2 separate regions of the Sus scrofa genome follow, and region 1 is linked to region 2. The links are chromatin contacts, called in public HiChIP or PLAC-seq maps. All regions are on one chromosome and are shown on one strand. Each heading gives the region's core, a stretch centred on a gene start, on an enhancer-like site or on the middle of the called end of the contact. The rest is flanking DNA. Distances are from core to core; before and after follow the strand shown.

What was found. HiChIP or PLAC-seq counts read pairs in DNA pulled down with a chosen protein or histone mark.
Region 1: a contact with region 2 is called in an H3K27ac HiChIP or PLAC-seq map of skeletal muscle. The contact joins the promoter of LOC106505265 here to the promoter of EXOSC8 in region 2. A contact is called at or near these places in 2 of 5 promoter capture datasets (fetal liver and liver), 17 of 47 Hi-C or Micro-C datasets (alveolar macrophages, brain, differentiating spermatogonia and 10 more) and 2 of 2 datasets of contacts at active chromatin or transcription factors (alveolar macrophages and skeletal muscle).

The regions. Positions count from the first base shown.
Region 1 is chr11:12,862,268-12,867,696 of Sscrofa11.1, reverse strand. It overlaps LOC106505265, which reads right to left and starts at 3,907. Exons shown (of 8, transcript XM_021065389.1): 1 at 3,877-3,907; 2 at 3,335-3,511; 3 at 3,192-3,261; 4 at 2,558-3,121. The coding sequence starts at 3,907. It overlaps SUPT20H (transcription factor SPT20 homolog), which reads left to right and starts at 2,762. Exons shown (of 24, transcript XM_021065260.1): 1 at 2,762-2,929; 2 at 5,404-5,429.
Region 2 is chr11:12,813,495-12,819,224 of Sscrofa11.1, reverse strand. It overlaps EXOSC8 (exosome complex component RRP43), which reads right to left and starts at 2,144. Exons shown (of 11, transcript XM_021065264.1): 1 at 2,079-2,144; 2 at 929-965; 3 at 630-693. The coding sequence starts at 2,095. ALG5 (ALG5, dolichyl-phosphate beta-glucosyltransferase) reads left to right here and starts at 3,256. Exons shown (of 10, transcript NM_001244320.2): 1 at 3,256-3,348. The coding sequence starts at 3,283.

The DNA of each region.
Region 1 (5,429 bases), core at 2,658-5,157, 47 kb before region 2:
TTATACTGGGGACAAAATGGAGTTGGACAACAAAGGCATAATAAAGAAAGACAAAATTTAACCCTACCAAATATTAGCTCTTCTCAGAAATCAGCAGAGGACGCCAGCTAATCACCAAAGACTAAGTCTGTCCAACCTATCTTTGAACTTCCCTGTTCCCCTTACACGACCACCCTAATCCAAACAAGCATCAGCTGAAAAAGCCAAATTACTTCTGCATTTACCCTATAAAAATCCTTCGGTCTGTAAGCAACCTGGAGCTCCTTGCCACCACAGCCTTGAGTTTCATGGCTTGCAGGTTGAATCCCTTGTGATAAATCCCTTTCTGCTTTGTTTTACTCAAAGTGCAGAGTTTGGTTTATAGCAATACTTATGACTTTGTACTTGGCAATAGATTCTCAAATACGTCACCAAAATCGCAATCCACAACAGAAAAAAACACATAAATTAGACTTCATCAAAAATTTACGTTTGTATATCAAAAAACATTAGCAAGAAAGCGAAAGGAGAACCTACAGAGTGGAGAAAATATTTTTAAATCACATATCTGGAGTTCCCGTCGTGGCGCAGTGGTTAACAAATCCAACTAGGAACCATGAGGTTGCGGGTTCGGTCCCTGCCCTTGCTCAGTGGGTTAACAATCCGGCATTGCCGTGAGCTGTGGTGTAGGTTGCAGACGCGGCTCGGATCCCGCGTTGCTGTGGCTCTGGCGTAGGCCAGTGGCTCCAGCTCGGATTCAACCCCTAGCCTGGGAACCTCCATATGCCGCGGGAGCGGCCCAAAGAAATAGCAAAAAGACAAAAAAAAAAAAAAAAAAAAAAAGAATAAATCACATATCTGATAAGGGCCTAGTATCCAGAATATATAAAGAACTCATAACTTAATAAAAAGACAAACGACCCAATTTAAAAATGGGCAAAGGACTTGAATAGACATTTCTCAAAAAAATACATACAAATGCCCAATAAGAACATGGAAAGATTCTCATTATTAACTATGAGGGAAATGCAAATCAAAACCACAATGAGATAACCATTTCACAACTGCTAGCATGGCTATATAACCAAAAACAAAAACGTTGGTGAAGATGTGGACAAATTGGAACTGCCATACATTGCTATCAGTATGCAAAATGTCAGCCACTATGAAAAACATTTTATTGAATCTGAAAATATTTAAGGGTAGAATTACCATATGATCCAGCAATTCCATTTCTGAGTAGGGCAAAGACCCTCTCCTTGACTAAACTAGGCTACTCTAAGCTCTCTCAGCCTCCACTTTAGCATCAGGTTTTTGGGATCTGCATCAACCAGCTGTAATGAGAACCCAGTTAAGTCAGGTTAGAGAGAACCCCTACCTGGATATCTGATCGCTCTCAATATGATCAAATTCTTCTTCTTTTTTTTTTTTTTTTTTTTAATTGGCATGTGGAAGTTTCCAGGCCCAGAAACAAATCTGCACCATAGCCACGGCAGTGAAATTTCTGGGTCCTTAACCACTAGGCCACTAGAGAACTCCTCTGATCAAACTCTTCATCCCCCACCTTTAATATCTGATCACCCTCATCTGTCTTCTGTTAAGAATCCTGTCAAGTCGGTTTAGCCAGAATTTAGCCCTTACGACTGATTTAGGAAATTTCCATCCACCTCCCCCCTTCCTTCTTGGCTATAAATCCCCACTTGTTAATGCTGTTTTTATTGTAATTGAGCCCAGTTCTATACTGAGACCTTTTTTCCCTACTGCAATAGTTCTTGAATGAAATCTATTTTTTATCAGTTCAGTTACTGTCAGATTCTGGTTTTATTTAACAGTATATACCCCCAAAAGAGTTGAAAACAAGGAATCAAACAAATACGTCCACACAAATATTCACTGCAGCACTATTCACAATAGCCCAAAGGTGTAAACAATTAAAATGTCCATCACTGGATGGATGGATAAATTGTTATACAAACAGAAAGAAATATTCGTCATAAAAAAGAAGGAAGTACTGTTTGCAATAAGGTGGATGAACCTGAAAACACTGTTTCATGAAAGCAGACAGACACAAAAAAGTCACAGGTTCCATTCATGTGAAACACCCAGATTAGGTAAACACTTAAGAGTCTTGACAGCAATTTATGTCTGTCTGCTAGGGTCTGGGAGAGAGAATGGGGTGTGATAATTTAACAGGGGTGATGTAAATGTTTTGGAACTAGGTATGGTTAGTGGTTGCATAACTTTGTCCATATAATAAAGGCTACTGAATTCAACACTTTAAAATGTTTCATTTATGGTGTTTGACCTCAATAATTTTTTAAAAGTTTACAAACCCCAATAATGTAGGTTGTTTAAAGGTGCAAAATTACAAATAAGGCACTGCAATGCAGTTTATTCTTCAGTGAGGTGTCTGTTTTTTAACATTAAGATCATTGGCAATTAATACTCTATCAAAAGCTGCAAGGCCGGGACTAGTAAATGCAGGAATTGTGTCTTCCCTTTCAGGAGGATGGGCTGGGCAGCAAGGGACGCTTGTTCCACGTTTCTTTCACTGTATAAATTCAACAAGGCTCCCTACCTCACAAACAGCCACAGGCTACTTCGCATTTTTCGGACCTGGATGTAGGGCCAGAGAAGGCGCTCGTGGGCCTCGCCCCACCATCGTGCCTGAGCCTCGACAAAGCTCGCGGGGACCAACCGCAAACCGGAGTGTGCTGGTATCTGGCCTCCCGACCGCGGCCCCGCCTTCCCAGCTCCACCACTTCCGCCCAGCCCGCCAGTCGAATTGCGGGCGCCGGAACAGACGATTGGCGGGGCTACAGCGCTGCGCCGGCGAAAGGGCGTGCGGAGCGAGCCCCTGGCCGGCGTGCAGCTGGCGGCGGGGGGCCGAGGCTGCACGTCACGTTCCGGCCGAGCCAGCGGCGCCGTCACGAGGCGGCTCCGGGCACAGGTGGGCCTCGGCGGGCGGGGTAAGCGCGCGAGATTCGGGGCGGGGTCAGAGGTGAGGGAGCGATTTCCCAAGTGGCTTTTCGCCGCTTCAGGGCCCAAAGCCGACGGGAGAAAGACGTTGTTCCCACAGACGCGGCGGGCCGAGGCGAGCGAGCTGCCGTCGGTGTTGGTCCCCTCCGTTGCCTCTTGGAGGCTGTCACGCCACGGTTTTCATTTTAGTCTTGACTTTGGGGTTCCGGTTACAGGTATTTCCGGAAGCTCGCAAGAATTTTGCGTAGCTTCTTTGGGGGCGGGTTTCTCGGTGTCCATATTGAATAAAGGCTGTTCGCTGCGCTGTGGAGATAGGGCGTTTTTCAGGTAAAGTCTAAATTGTTAACGGAAGCTCGAGCCTTTGGAGGAGACTCACGTCGATCAGGGCAGTCAGTGAGACTGATGGCGACATTTAAATTGGATTGAATACTGGTCCTCGCCGTGGTTACTGGGAATTCGGAAATAAACTTGGCGAATAGCTGCCCCTGGAAGCCATCTCCGATAGTCTCCACAGGGGAGGGGCTCCGTTTTCCCGGTACAAAACCCAAAGCCCCTGGTAGAAATCAAACTAGTTATGATGTAAAATTAGATCAAAATTAGGAGGAATCGAGTCCTTGTTTTAAATGTTTTGCTTTAAAAAAATCTAAAAACGGGTGCTGGATTGAGTGGTCTGAAGGTTGTAAAATTTACTAAAAGAAACTTTAAGATTTAAAAGAGAGAGGGGTCTGAATTCCGGTCCAGTTGTGTGATCTTGGGAAAGCCACTGGTTGTGACAGCCTTATTCTGTAAAATAGAGATGATAATTACAGTGATTTTTCTCATAGCGTTCTAGTAAATTCTGCGTAGTCAACATATTTGGTTTTTAAGTGGTGTCCGTAGTTACTGTGTTTTGTGGTACTTAGAGGTCGCTAAGCATACCTCTCACCCAGTCCCCCCCTTCCGTCTCCATTCAGTGACAAGAGATCTAATTTTAAAGTCATTAAATTTTGCCTATACTTAGTGTATCTTCATCTTTGGATTCATTGATCAGAAAATTTTCACCTTAACTTGAGTTCATCTTAAACCTCCCACGAGCTCTTCTGGAGTAGGATTAATGTCTTATTTATTTTTAAAATTATTATTTCTGGAACCTCTACGGTGGTTGTCATTTCTGGTGGTTTGTGGGTTTTTTACCTGATTTCTCCACCCTTCTTTTTCTCAAACCCGAACTGGTAAAACTTAAGCTTTGGTTTCACCAAAAACAAAGCAAAACAATTTTACATGGAAAATACTGTTTTCTGTCACTTAAAGATGTGCTCAGCTGTGTACGGTCACGGGGCGGGGGGTGGATGGTTGCAAGGAGTTATGTAAAGAATTAGATTAAAAATAAGCCTCGTTTAGGGTCACTCTGAGAGCAAACATACCATCTTCGGGAGGCAGAGAGCATAGATAGCAACACAGGCAGCACCATCGAATCCCCTAGAGCTCTTCAGAAATGCTGATCCCTGAGCACTACTCCAGACCAGCTAATTAGAATCTCTGGAGAGTGGAGGGTGGTATCCTACCTTTTAAAGGTCCGCAAGGTTACTCAGTAGTGCTGCGAGGATGAGAACTTGTGTGTTAGAGGAATGAGGTTCTCAGGGAGTGTATCTTGTTTGAGGAGGGGAAAGGCTGGAAGGTCTGGAGCTGCATTGGAAGATAGCTGGAACGTTTGGGAGGACTTTTATTAGCAGGTATGCTGAGACGTATGATTTGTAAAGTGAACTGTACAGTGACCAAGGCCAGAGGGCAGGCTGTTAAAATAATCCAGGGTAACAGTGAGTGCAGCAGCAGTGATGGTTGAAGAAGTTTAAAAATATTTATTTTCTCTCCTAAATGTTAAATATTTTTAAGAAACTGAGTAATGATTTTAACTTGCAAACTGTATCTGGCCCTACCTAGTTAAAAATGTACTTTTCAAAAAATGAATGGCTAATATATATGACTGGGTCACTTTGCTATACAGCAGAAATTGGCATATTGTAAGTCAGTCGTAATTTAAGAAAATGAGTGGCTCAGGAGTTGCCAACATGACTTGGCGATAACAAACCCAACTCGGATCCATGAGAATTTGGGTTCAATCCCTGGCCTCACTCAGTGAGTTAAGGATCCAGTGTTGCTGTGAGCTATGATCCAGGTCGCAGACTCAGTTCAGATCTGGCCTTGCTGTGGCATAGATTGGCATCTACAGCTCTAGTTCGACCCCTACCCTGGGAACTTCCATATGCTGCAGGTGCGGCCCTAAAAAGACCAAAAAAAAAAATGAGTGGCTCAATTGTGATATGTATGTTTTATTGTTACTGATTATTTTAAAGGTGTCTTAGAAATATACATGCCTCGAATAATTTTCCTTTTTAATTGCTAAGTCATGCTATGTCTTTTAATAGCCTGGTTAATATAGGGGTTCTGTTGTTTTTGCTTTTACAGTTCTCTAAGATTGATTTCTAAAGATA
Region 2 (5,730 bases), core at 895-3,394:
CAATGCAGGATCCAAGCCGCCCATCTACGACCTACACACAGCTTCAGACAACACTGGATCCTTAACCCACTGAGTGAGGCCAGGGTGGAACCGAAACCTCATGGTTCCTAGTCGGATTCATTTCCACTGTACCATGATGGGAACTCCCACATCTCAAGATTTTTTTAAAGGAAGGGGCGAAACACTACAGTTACTTTAAAATTTAAAATGAACATACCAGGAGTTCCCGTCATGGCTCAGTGGTTAACGAATCTGACTAGGAACCATGAGGTTGAGGGTTCGATCCCTGGCCTTGCTCAGTGGGTTAAGGATCCAACATTGCCGTGAGCTGTGGTGTAGGTTGCAGACACGGCTCCGGTCTGGCGTAGCTGTGGCTCTGGCGTAGGCCGGCGGCTACAGCTCCGATAGACCCCTAGCCTGGGAACCTCCATATGCCGTAGGAGCGGCCCTAGAAAAAGGCAAAAAGACAAAAAAAATTTAAAAATAATAAAATGAACATACCAGTTGAGAGAATGATGCATTTAAAACTTAACAAGTAAAAATTTACTAGTATAAAAAAACAAGAAAAATTCTATTTTCAGAACTGAAGCAACCTCAACACTGTATTTTAGAACTCAAAATATCCTCACCTACATTGACAGTTGTGGTTCTGAATTCACCAAGTTCTCTTCCATCAGGTCGGCAGTTCTCTTTCTAAATAAATACACAAAAGTAGATTACATACATGTGTATTTTACACGCACCAGGAAATACACATTAAACTTCAACTCAAGTAAATCTGGATTACTTGAAAACTGTCTTTAACAATTGAGGCATAACTGACATTTAACATTAATTTCGCTATACAACATATGACTTATTTGTATTTATGAAAAAAGCATACATCATTATCAAAAGGCATAACATGTACATAACCACCTTTACTTACTAAAAATCTCCTGTAATACTCCAGAGGTTCCACAGTTCTGAAACATATAAATATTAAGATAAAGAATCTTAATATGAATTCAGAAACTTGGCTAAAATCTTAAGAGTGTGGTGATGGAGCAGAAATCTCCAAAATTGGTAACTAAGTTTCTTAAGTTCTAATGTTTATGTTGCCACATGTTACTGATTATAAAAAGCAGATACCTTGCCACAGCAATCACACTCAAGTGCGGTCCTTAATTCTGCCTTAAACAAGTAGAAAGTTGGAGCCCAAGACCCTGGGGCATCTTTAAAGAGAATTAATCCAAGTGTGAAAATAACATCACTCTCCTCTGAAGCAGGGATTCTCCGTGAATGGTAAAATTTACATATTTATTTTTCACTACCCATTCCGCCACTGAAATTCAGCATATTCTTCAATTATGACTAGGTAGTAAACCATTATGAGCCGTACCTGCGACTTTAACAACCACAGATAGCAAATGTTTTCGTTATCACTTTGTAGTTGTCGAAGATATATGTAATACTCATGTTACTTCGAAATACTAGACTCCCCACTAAACCCTGTTTAAGAAAGTTAATTCTAAAACAGATCTATCTCACTATGCCATAAACTTGGAGTTTATATACAAATAGACAACTGTTTCAATATAATTGGTTTTCTTTGGAATTCCATTTCTTTTATCCACTTAAAACTAGACTCTGAAAAGAAAAATGTATAGGCTTCTCCAGAGTGGCACTAAAAACACCTAAAACCTTCCGAGTAAGGCACAAAAGCTTTCAAAAGTAAACTACGGAAGACTGAGAGAGAGAGAGAGCAGGGTGGCATGTGGCCCGGGCGGAACACTTTTTAGGAGATTCCCAACGTCTCCTGGGCTGCATGTCGCTACACACCAAGCCAGAGCGCTTGCAGCGCTTGCAGCGCTTGCAACGCCACACAGTCCTTCCAGCACAGCCTCACTGGGGGAGGACGCCCCCGTTCCTTTCACTACGACCCCCTCCAGTCCTCCCGCCCGTCGCCTACTTCCGTGATGGAAGGAAGTGGGCGTCCGGTGGGATGGTCTCTCGGTGAGAAAAATCCCACCTAAAGAGTAAATGAAGCTGCAATCCGCTAGGATACGAACTCCCGCCCGCCGTGCAGCCACACTCACTTGAACCCGGCCGCCATCTTCCCGCCCGCGCGCCTGCGCCTGCGCCTGCGCCTGCGCCTGCGCCTGGGTATCGCCTCACCTCTGGCCCGCGCAGCTGCTCCGCCGCGGCACTTTCAACACTGATGTTTGTTTGTGCCTTTCTGCTGCCTGGTATCTGGAAGGCAGAGTACAATGGGGGAGAGCTAAGCCAGGCGGGGCGGGGATTGTTTCCTGCATGCCTTCCCTTCGACCGCCACTAGCCAGACGCCCTTCAAGGTTTCCTTGCTTTTGGCGTGTTTTGACGAATCGGCTATTAGAGAAGTGACCAGTGTCTGTTTAGAAACTGTGGTAGTTCAAGACTCAGGAGAAAACCTACCTTACATCAGAGGATCAAGTATTTGAGTGTGGAGCATTACTCCAGTGTTTCAGCATCCTTTTCCCGCCCCCTTCTTGACTGGGCCCTGGGCTTGCCTCCTCCCAGGTAAAGTCCTCCCTGCTCCAGCACGGAAGAATCACCTAAATTTTCTGCTCGCTCCTTATCCGCACCAAGCAACCTGACCGGGCTCCAAAGGAGCAGTTTTGTTGTAGACTGTGTCATGGTTCAAGACCTACACCTCCCTCTTAGATAGGGTTGCCAGATAAAATACAGGGCATCCAACTCAATTTGAATGTCAGATAAAGAGTAGTTTGTTACTGTGGGTACAAGAAAAAATTTTCACTTGATTAGTTGCTACCAGAAGCTGGGGAATAACTGGGAAAGTTTTAGAAATAGTGACGATGGTTGAAAGAAATTGTAAATGCAATTAATGTCGTTGTAGTGTACACGTAAAGTGTATAGAGTGCCAAATTTTATGTTTTACATTATCAGAGTTTGAAAAAATTAATGTGTGGATTGTATGGTATGTGAGTTGTATTTTAATAATGCTGTTAAATAAAACGATTCGTTGCTTATCTGAAATTCAAATTAAATGGATATCCTGTACTTTTATTTGTTAAATCTGGCAACCCTGCTACTGTGGAACTGAGTGAGCGCCTGCCCCTCGCAAGGACTGAGCGTCTCTCACACCGCTAAGTATTCCTCGCCTCGCCGCGCGGCGGCGCTGTGGGCGGCGGGCGCCCGACCGGCGCGGCCTCTCTGCGGGCGGGAGGCGGGGCCCGCGGCTGCACTTCCGCGTGTGTGTAGGCGCTGCAGAGGGCGGGCGGCGGCGGCCTCTGGGCATGGAGTATGGTTCCGCTCCTGCTGCAGTTGGCCGTGCTTGGCGCGGGGCTGGCGGCCGCAGCCCTAATTCTGGTGAGGAGAGGGGTTGGGGACCGACGCGGGTGCGGGTGGAGACTCGGCCCCCAGGCATCCTCTCCTCCGCACTGCCGGTTCTTCGACGTGTCCCTTGAACCATGCTTCACCTAAGCTCCGACCCCAGAATTTCTTCTGCTAGAATTTTACGCATCTTTCTAACGTTCTTTATTTTTATCTTGGAGCTTTATTTCCCTGCGTGTCCAGAGCCTAGAACTTGGGTTCACTGGGCCATGCCCACCCTGTCTTCTTTCGCCCCCTAGTCTCCGGACCCTCTGCCGCCCGCCGCGTCTGTCCCGACCTCTCCAGCATTTCCTCCCGGCCTTGCAGTCGCTGCAGTTCTGGCCCCACCAGGGAGGTCTTGAGCCCCCAGATGTTTGCTTTGCAGGCTCTCCCTTCCCGATGTAGATAAGGAAATAGAAAGTGGTGGCAGCACTGACAAGTGCCATCTGTTACGGGATTGGTTAGACTCGTGCATTAAGGAGACCCACTGGGGTCACAGGAATACCTAGACAAGGCCAGTGTTACCATATGCTGGGGGTCAATATGTCCCAGAATTCAACACCTTAAGTTTGCTGCCTCTAAATGAGGCAACACAGTAGAACTTAAGCTCGGATTTTCTTTGCCATTACGGTGGAAACACAGAATCATTGTAACACTTGCTGATCCAAAAGTAGTAGAAAAGTTGCCAAGTGAACTTTCTCCCATGTGTTTTGGAATGGGTCTGTCATCTAGTTAGTAAATGGAGTAGAAAAAGCGTCAAGTGAATTACTCTACCACCCCGCCCCAACTCTCTGGCACCTAGTTAGTGAATGGAGAGGTTCCTGCTTCCTTGACTTTGAAGTTGGCAGCCTAGATAGCATTGCTAGGAAGGCCACTTTGCCATCTTGCCAGAATTTTACAGCTTAAAAGTAGTTTAGAGAAACAGCAATATATCCTGACTTCTTCAGTGTTTGTGTGTTTGGGTGGGAAAGGAATCCTCTTTGCCCTTAGTATATGGACATTTGGGGAGTCGGGGGAGGTTAGCTTTAGGATGGGGCAGAGTTTGACAGAATCCTAAATTGAATCTGCCTAATGTTGACTCTTGCACGTATTTAAATGTGTATGTTATGAGATTGTCTTGGAAATACTTTAAAAAAAACACTTTATTTTATTAAAGTATAGTTGATTTACAATGTTGTGCCTATTTCTGCTGTACAGCAGAGTGACCCAGTCATATATATATGTAATATATTTATATATATATATATTCCTTTTCTTATATTATCTTCCATCATGGTCTATCCCAAGAGACTGGATATAGTTCCCTGTGCTATACAGTAGGACCTCATTGCTTATCCGTTCTAAATGTAATAGTTTCTGTCTCTAACCCTAAACTCCCAGTCCATCCCACTCCCTCTCCCTCCTCCTTGGCAACCACAAGTCTGTTCTCTAAGTCTGTGAGTCTGTTTCTGTTTTATAGATCGGTTCATGTGTGCCATGTTTTAGATTCTACATATTGGTGATATTATATGGTATTTATCTTTCTCATTCTGACTTAGTATGATAATTTCTAGTTGCATCCATGTTGCTGTAAATGATATTATTTCATTCCTTTTTATGGCTGAGTAGTATTCCATTGTATATATGTACCACATCTTCTTAATCCATTCATCCATCAATGGACATTTAGGTTGTTTCCATGTCTTGGCTATTGTGAATAGTGCTGCTATGAACATAGGGGTGCATGTATCTTTTTGAATTATAGTTTTGTCTGGATATACACATACACCCATGTCCTGGAAGTATTTGTTCTATTGGCTTGAAGTGGTTAGAAGAGCTACCATTTATTGAGTATTTAACAGGGATTATCTCATTTGGTCTTTAAAACAACACAGACATAAGTGTTATCATCATTTGTTTTATTTTACTGATGAGGAAGCTGATGTTGGCAAGATGAGCTCCTGTGTGCAAGTGTTACCCAAATAGGTTTTTTTTTTAAAGCCAGAGGAGAAAATTATTACAAAACACACTGATCTTGTTACGTGTGTGTGTGTGTGTGTGTGTGTGTGTGTGTGTTGTTTCCTCACCCCGCTTCCTTTCTGAATCAATTTTGAAGCAAACATAAGCCATAACATGTTATCTGTAAATCCTCAGCATTTATCTCTAAGCTTAGAACCCCCTTTTTAAAATATAGCCACAATGAGGTCATCAATGACTTTTTTTTTTTAAAGTGTAACCATTGTTCACTGATTGCAGATACCCCATCTGTTCCGATGCCTCATGTATGTATTGGTATAATTAATTTTTTCATTCAGTATTCATACGCGATTATCACTCAGTTGGTATGTCTCAAGTCTCTTAGTCTGTAACAGTTTCTCCCCACCCCCCTTTGTATCCTCT